Linked DNA regions of Gadus morhua: region 2 is linked to region 1. Evidence: chromatin contacts called from public Hi-C data. All regions are on one chromosome and are shown on one strand. Each heading gives the region's core, a stretch centred on a gene start, on an enhancer-like site or on the middle of the called end of the contact. The rest is flanking DNA. Distances are from core to core; before and after follow the strand shown.

Region 1 (4,677 bases), core at 254-2,753:
TTACTCGGCCTAGATACAGAGAAGGAGATGATACTTGAGTTAATTATACTTTAATTAATACTTGTAGGCCTATGTATGAGGCCACAGGAGATTTTTTAAGTTGTGTTTGCGCAACACGTTTAATGGTGAATTAAACTTTGGATGATGTTCAAAATATCACAATGGCGGCAAAGAAACTCGGATCAGAAAAGTGAGATTGGTTGATTTTGGTTTTAGGTTTCTAATCACGCAAGACAAATTCAGCAATACACTTGTACAGTAAAAGGCGAATACAATCATTCTTAAAGGTTTCATTGTGTGACATCTAAATATGGCTTAGCGGAGTCATGGAAATCCCATTATTGAATCCTGTGCATTTAGCTAAAAGCAGCGCGTCAGTAGGCTACGTGGGAGTAGCTTATAGCCTAGCATAAGCACTGAAGGAAAATCTTTCGAAAGCTGTCAACCTTATTCGGATGGGCCCAGATTACAAATGAATGGCTTTTAAACTTCTAGTAAGGCCCAAGAATGGCTGCTTGACAGACGTGTGTGTTAAGGCGTCGAGAACACTACACGCTGTCAGGAGGAATTAGAGTAACGGTGGGAGACGTGCAAAGGCGATATTTCCGTCTTCATTTTCCAGAGTTAGACGGGGAATCTGCGTCGACGTTTCACTTTGTTCCAGCGCTGATGGACTGATTTGGAATTTTAGGAGGAACCTAATCTTAAAAATAATCCCGGAAAATACCGCCTTTGACGAACGTTTGTGTGTGTCTGTTTGTGTATGTGTGTGCATGTGTTTTCACCATTGTTTATTTAACTGGGAATTTAAGCTTGTAGAACAAAGTGTGGTTTATAGCGCTGGAGAAATGCTTAAAATACAACCGATAACCGTACCTTGTTTTATTGATGAGACCGACCATACGCCTAATATTTTAAACGTAAGACCATTGTGACATTCAAGGTAGTATTTCATTTTATTCGATGTTGGCATTTGATATCAGATCAAATTTGAGGTGTAGGCTAATAGCAGCAAATCTCAGAACAAAAAGTGAATATAATAAAACGCAAGTGTTTTTACAATAAAATGGTTAGGGTTTTTTATTCGAACATTAACATTGAATGAAATTAAGTAAAATCGAAGACTGAATTCAATACTATTCCCTACCTGACCAGAAAGGACCATATCAGTAGGTACTTTTGGGGTAGCCTACTCTTCCAGGGGGGGGAATAGCTTCTGTTAACAGAAAGATAACCGTTTACAGATCTAGACACAGCCAGCTAGTCAGACAAACTATACATTCAAGTAAAAACAATATAAAACCTGCAAATATAGATCTTGGGGCTTCACTAAAAAAATAGTAGGGCTTCACTATAAAGTGGCTCAAGAAATATCTGAGGAAATAAATGTTGGCCTACTATAGCAAATAAATCCAAGTGTAATGTAATGTTAGACATTGACCCAGAAACACATGCACTGTCACTGGGCGGAGGCAGTCGGCCAATCGATTGCGTTCAACATCCTGATACAGTCTGGTCATCCGGAATCACGTGAGCTGTGTGCAGAAAGTGATGAAAACAGGAGAAAACAGAGCCTTGGAGAAACGAAAGTGAGCAACAGGCCGTCCCCGCCCCGTCAACCGCTGTCAGGAACCCGGAAGAGAGCACCTGTTCTCTGCGTCTCGGTAGTGCGTTTAGTCTGCGGAAGATCAATAATACTGCTTAGAAAGGTAAGCCTCAGAGACAACATGACAATAAACGGGCTTCATTCGGGTCATAGCTGGGTTAGCTGTTCCAATGATTGAGGGTATTTTAACGTCTACCCTTCCGCGTTTCTTCAACAGTGATTTTACTTTTTGTTCAGAATGTAACATTTAGTGCAATAACCGTGGGAAGGGTGTTTTTAGGATTTTGATAAACCCACTTTACATTTTATTTTCTAAATGTTAGCAAAGCAGCATAAGAGACTGAGGTGAAAAGTATGTTAAACCCGCGAATTCCTCTCCCCAACCAAACCTGTTGCGCAGCCTAACGAGAGCCATGATGAACGTCGAGGATGAGGGGGTCTCCAACGTGGACCTGGGAGACGACAAGGAGGAATTGGTCTCCACCTTAGAACTGGGATCCAATGAGAAGGAAGGGGTCTCCAGCCTTCAACTGGGAGAAGTCAAGGAGGAAGGAGTCTCCACCGTGGATCTGGGATCCAATAAGGAGGAAGGAGTCTCCAGCCTTCACCTGGGAGAGCCGATCTCGCCTGAATCCCCTTCGGTTGATGAAGGTTACCAGCCCGGCTCGCCCTCCATGGGGAGCCCGGAGGACGAGGAAGCTCCTCCCAACAGCACCCCCGTATCTGGCCCGCCGCTCCAGGCCCAGGCTGCTGGGAACCGTTGGGTGTCCGCCCTGGACCAGTTCAAGATGAAGAGGTTCTTTGTGTTGAGGGTGAGAACATCAATGTGTTGTTATGAAAAATAAAGTGTCGATATGAAATGAATAGTTAATATAACTAAGGCCTTAAAAACACATCATTCACTTTTATTTGATCTTACTTTTATCAAATTTAACTCTGTATTATTGTTTGACGAGTCAAAATCAGAGGGGCAAGAATCCCATTTTTTCAATGAACTGCAGAGGTGTGTATTTGAGTGTCCGCTGGAAGAGGTTTTATTGTGAAAAGCCCTCTAATCGGTTCTGTTTCCGGTTCGCTGCGCCGCAGCCCGGCACCCTGACCCAGGCCATCGAGGACATCACGGCCCTGGTGGACAAAGACCAAGATGGCGCCGTCCAGGGCCTGTGGCTCATGGCAGAGTGAGTGTCAGACCGCGTCCTCCCACCAGTTCACCAAACGAAAGCCTGGCTTCTACTTGTCCGGGGTCGATTAAGAAACCCCGTAGGTCGGGAGTTCAACCAGTCCAGCGCGCGGAGGCTGCGGTTGCCATGGGTTACCGGTCCCTCTCGTCCGGGGATGTAAAAGCAGGGCAACGGGACCAGGATGTCTGTACTGCAACGTTCTCCACTTAATTCATGAGGACCGGTGTAGGAGGTTCACATGTATGGGAGTCTTCATCTTCACGTCATTATGGTCACCAGACATCCCTGAGGGAGAGACCTGTGGCGATGCTAGTGGGCTCTGAGTCCCAGCTGGAGAGGTCACGCACACACGGTGTCGAGGCCCGGGGAGTATCATTGGTTTGACCCGGCAGCTGTCTGTTCGTCAGACTAACCTGTTGCATGTCAACAAACTGGGAATCGGTACCCTACCGTTGTCGTGGGCCAAGCAGTTGGACAGCGAGGGAAATAGGGCTGTGTTTATTCAGAAGTTTTGGAATCAAGTCTGGGTTAAAAACACAAGACGGTCTGAGGAAGGCAAACTTGATTGATATTTTACCTAAAAGTTAAAACTAGGTTTCATTCTTTTGTTGTTTATGGTGCTGCTACTGAGTGTCGAGTAGTGCACTTCACTCTTTATACCGGCCAACAAACAGCCATCCCATTCAAACTTTGTTCCCCATTTCAAGAGTTACTCTATGCTCCCTGCATGACTGTCAATTATTACTTCAAATATCTTGTATAACTTGTAACCTATTTATATGCAAAAATAGTAGAGCTGGTTTGCTCCTGTGACGTTCTGGTCTTCTGATGTTCTGGTCTTCCGGTCTCAGGATGTAATTGTTCTCTGAGGTTCTGCTCCTGTGACGCTCAGGTCTTCTGGTCTTCTGATCTTCTGTTCTTGGTTGTGTGTGTGTGTGTGTGTGTGTTCTTTGCTCAGGGTAGACCACTGGAACAACGAACGGGAGCGTGTGGTGGTCCTGACAGACAGAACCCTTCTGGTCTGCAAGTACGACTTTGTGATGCTGAACTGTGAGAGGATCCACCGTATCCCTCTGAACTGCATAGACCGGATCTCCCACGGAGACTTCAGCTTCCCCAAACACTCCCTCCTCACGTGAGTTCCCCAAGCACAGCTAACTATTATGTATTCAAATAATATTCTAACATATCAGTGTTGTACAATAATATTAATACTATGAATAATGTTATAGTTGTTGTAATGTTATGAATAATGTTACAGCGTCCCCCCTTGAAGTATTCATACTCTTATAAAGTTGTAAGTTCCACAATGTCAAATTTAACGCCTTGAAAGGGGTTTGGTTTAATTTGCGTACGTTTTATTTTAATGCAACACTTGAATTGAATTATGTATTCAAAATATTGTGATCAAGTTTATTCACTTCGGATTCTTAGTCGTAACACCTTTTCATCCTTTTGTTTACATTCTTGCATGCACATCATGCTAATGACTAACATTTAGTTGAATGGCTCACGAAACTCTTAATCCATGTTAATGATTATCCATGGCACTCTCATGGCACTTAAACTCTGTAATGTTTATCGCAAGGAATCTGTCCATCTGTGCCACTGGAAACCACGAGTTTGCGTGTCACCATTTGTGTGTGTGTGGGGGGGTGTGTGTGTGGGTGTGGGTGTGGGTGTAGGTACAGGAGCTCTATGTTTGCATAGCTAAGCTCTAATGTTCAGTCACTCCTTCTTATAGTGCACCTGGCAGCAAACCCTCTCCACCCAGAACACAGTAAACATTCAAACACAGGAAACCTTCAAACACATAGGTATTGTGGAGTGGAGGGAACACTATCTGTGGTGGGGACCGTTCTGTCCGGGTTGCTAAACACTTCCTGTTTT
Region 2 (4,030 bases), core at 1,491-3,990, 160 kb before region 1:
GCTGTTGTTGCTGTTTTTTGTTGTTGTGGTGGTCAGTCTGGACGTTTTTTTTAGAGGGCTGTATGGTCAACTATATCTTGATCTGGGAGTCAAGAATGCGTTCCATATTTCTTTTTTGTATTATTATTATTTTTCTCTGGGTGGCTTGCCGTGCTTAGCCCAGAAGGCGGCGCCATTTATTACATAAACAGCGTCTAGACGCTTTGAGGTAATAACCAGAACACACCGCTCTCACGGTGACGCCTTCAGCCGCTTTCAACTGTCACTGTACTTTAACGCGTTTACAAAAGACAAATTAGGCTACAGAAATACTTTTAGTAACAACACATAGGTGAAGTGCAGGTAATAGTCTTCGTTTTAATAAATGTATACCATATTAATTCACGGGTTTTTGAGTGAATTTAATATTTGTATCCCTTATAACAACACCACAAAATGCATTTTCTGGGTTTTAAAAGGCCTGTGAGTGACTCTAAAATCTCAGCTCAACTCATCACATTCTCGGGAAGTAATTGAAATCCATTATGTAAATAAAATCTCATTATACAGCGAAAGTCAACGGCACGAGAAAGTCACAAGACTTGCATTTCACTTTCAAAACCACAACATACCCCAGCTTCTCACATTTAAACAGACTGAAACACAAGTTCCTTTTAGGTTATTTGAACAAAATAAGAACCTAACAAATAATTTTTAAAAAACTGCAACTGAAAATAACTTTCATTATCACTATCATTATTAATATTATTATCATTATTATAAGGCCTCCCAATTACACCCAATACAATAAAATCCCATCATAACATCTACTATTATGTAACGAAATTCCTAAAACGACAGCATGAGCCCGAAAGGCTCCATTAACATTGTGTTGATTCCACACTGAAGATGATTTATATCGGCCTGGGAAATATTAACAACTCGCTGCCAAAACCTCGGGGACTCGACACGCCCGAAAATAAAGTTCCAGCTGCAGCGGCACCCGAACCCCCACCCGAACCTCCACCCTTACCCCCACCCAGCCCGCGAACAGCCCGTGCAACGTGCACCACACCACCAATTCAAAACGCATGTTTTCAATTATTACACCGAGAAGTCTGCTGGGGAAACAAGTAGCGAACACACATGTCGCCCACAACTCTTAACACCATGCCCGCACACACTCCACACACAACTTTACACCTCACAAACACGCCGTCCTCCTCCGAGCGCGAGGGGAACATTCCTGTACCCCTACATCACGATATCAACTACCAACAGCGTGTTGAGTATCACACCGTCAGCCCTTCACACCCATCACGGATAAGTGGACGTTTTGACATAACAACATCATCGCGGATCGACAACACTTCCCTCCCGCACGACCCCACCACAACAATAATTCTCCCAATACACAGGAATGATATACGCAACAATAACGCAACAACTGCGTTGTCCCACACTGTATCACGTCCGAACGCGGGCTCGGTAGATCAAACGCGCTTGGCGCGTTTGATCTACCGAGCCCGCGTTCGGACGGGGCCACGCGTCGGGGTCCCGCGGACAGCTCAGAGGGAGACCCCCAGAACTCTCACCCCCTCACATCCCGATAACCTCTCTCTCCCCCCTGTGTGTTCTAGCATATTATCGCGTTGAGGCTGAGACCCGTTCACACACACGCACACACACACACACACACACACACACACACACACACACACACACACACACACACAGCGCTGTTCGTTTTAAAATGCATGTCATTCAGCACGGGTCTGTGGTGCCTAATCTGCCCCGCTGTCAAGACGCACACAAACACACCACCGCTCACACTCTCCCATCGCCCCCTTGCTCCTCTCTCCCCCTGGTGAGTGGATGTTTGTGTGTTGGCACACACACATCACAAACACGCACACACGTACACACACACACGCCACGTTATTGCAGGACAACCGCGTCTGTAAATGTCTAAAATAAAAACATAACATTTATATCCGAGAGCGAGGAGAAAGCGGGTTAAGACTGGAAAATGGGAAAATTGTAAATGTCACCTGGAGAAAAAAAAAGAAATTTAAAGTCACCTGGTAGCGCTTTCCTAGAAACTTCTTGCATCACCACTTCTAAGAAGCCCAGTTCTAAGAATCAGAGCAGCTCAATTCTCGGAATTTGAGCCCGGGACCGTACCACTTTGTCCACGGCAGGGGGGGGAGAGACGGTTTTTCCACCACCACGAATGCCACGACCGCTGCGTCGCGTCGGTGTTTGTTTATATACCAGCCGCGTGTGGTTTGGTGACGGCGATGGTGTGGATGACACGACCGAGTTTGAGTTGTGGCAGTTTAGTTTTGACACTGTTATCGGTGAAATAGTTACAGCGCACCCCTACGTTTGGTGGAGTCCAGGCGACGGCGCATGCTTGCTACTTACACAAGTCCCTCAAAGTGGGCGTCGCTCGGGGCCCAGGGTCCGGGCGTACGGTGGGCGCGGCCTCGCAACGCTACAGCCAATCGGCAGTTGGTTGGGAACGGAGATAAGCACCGCCCAACATGTCAATACGGAGACGTGGTTGGTCAGTACGTTCGGACCCTGGGACCGAACAATCCCCCGTCCTTTTAAAGCCCAGCCCTCCAGAATTCTCAGAACCGATTCATATTCCGTGACATAAACATGTTGTCCGTCAGGGCTCTCCTCCCCGTCCAAACGCACCGAGGCAGACACCATAACATCGTTACACCTCACCACATGTTCATAGCCGGGATCTCCTCCGCATCGGAGCACTCTCACTTATTCTAAGAGCTTTTATTTTTCTACAGATATTTTAATGTTGTACAATAGATTGCAGGTAGACATTTGGACTATTTCACCCGGGCCTCGTCACGGACTTATTGTAAGAGAAGATCATTCATGTTTTCTTCATTTTATGGGTCAAACAGGACTACTGATTTCCGTTTAGTTAATTTGGCCTGCTGGCCTGCAGTGTGTGAAGACTTATTGTGTCTCATCCTCCCCTGTAGCGTTGGGTTGTGGATGTTTTATTTCTGACTATTTCATGTAATGACAACGTCCTCTGCAGTTTTATATAATAAGTAATACTATGTTATTAAGTAACATTAGTATTAGCATGCTCTAAAGCAAAGAATGCGTTTACCATGATGGACCAGTTCGAAGTGTGGAATACCAATAACAACTTTATTACATACTTTTCTTGAACATAGTAGCTGTATAAAGTGACGGGACGTTTGGGGCTGATTGTTTTCGTAGCCATCATTTTTCCTCGACAAACAGAACTGTTGATTTTGACTTCCCTTAAATCTAACTGTACAATCTCATTTGCTGTTGTGTAGTTAGTATTACTACTATTATTAGTGGATATTATTAATGACTGTACAGTTGACAAAGTGTTAATTTCCAACCTGAATTTCCCTCCTGGGATTAATAAAGTTGTATGGTTTATATATAAAATGTATCTTATATATTTTTGGTTTATGTGCATCTATCTATGCAAGCAGGACCTCTTGTCATCCAAGGAAATTATTGTTTTAATTTTTTATTATAGCTTTATGTTTTAAACAATAGGCTACCACATAACATGATCTGATGTGATGTATGGGCCTGCATCTGATTGCAGAACAGAAGTTATAAAGAGATGTAGTGGACAGTGTTTTTTATCTGCGAATGAGAAAGCTCTAGATTCTAGACGTCTACTTGAGAAACCTCTATTGTAACCATATAATAGGAACAGATATGTAGTCATTTAGATATCGACCCCCCTAGTAATCAGTTCCTATTTACACAGCAAGGATATTACCGCTAGTTTCATAAACACTCTTCCTCACACTGACCTCAAACCAAAGAAAAACCCTGACCTTAAAAATACACAACACGTGTTTGGTACAAATGTCTGCTCCCCGTTCAGTGATATGGATCTGTAATACGTTGAATCCATTCCAAATATTTGTGGCAACTTGCCCTCACAAAAAGTGACAATGACCTTTTAATGTTTAAAGAGGAATTGCCGTCATGTAAAAGGATGTAGTAAAATGAAATGTGA

What was found. Hi-C and Micro-C count contacts between places; a contact is called where the count stands out from the background.
Region 2: a contact with region 1 is called in a Hi-C map of blood, with 8 times the contacts expected there. The contact joins the promoter of bcl6aa here to the promoter of tprg1 in region 1. A contact is called at or near these places in 4 of 6 Hi-C or Micro-C datasets (blood, gill, gonad and 1 more).

Annotation. Positions count from the first base shown.
Region 1 is chr12:11,988,596-11,993,272 of gadMor3.0, reverse strand. It overlaps tprg1 (tumor protein p63 regulated 1), which reads left to right and starts at 1,503. Exons shown (of 6, transcript XM_030372235.1): 1 at 1,503-1,709; 2 at 2,007-2,418; 3 at 2,693-2,784; 4 at 3,746-3,922. The coding sequence starts at 2,020.
Region 2 is chr12:12,148,251-12,152,280 of gadMor3.0, reverse strand. It overlaps bcl6aa (BCL6A transcription repressor a), which reads right to left and starts at 2,740. Exons shown (of 10, transcript XM_030372202.1): 1 at 2,061-2,740. The coding sequence starts at 2,091.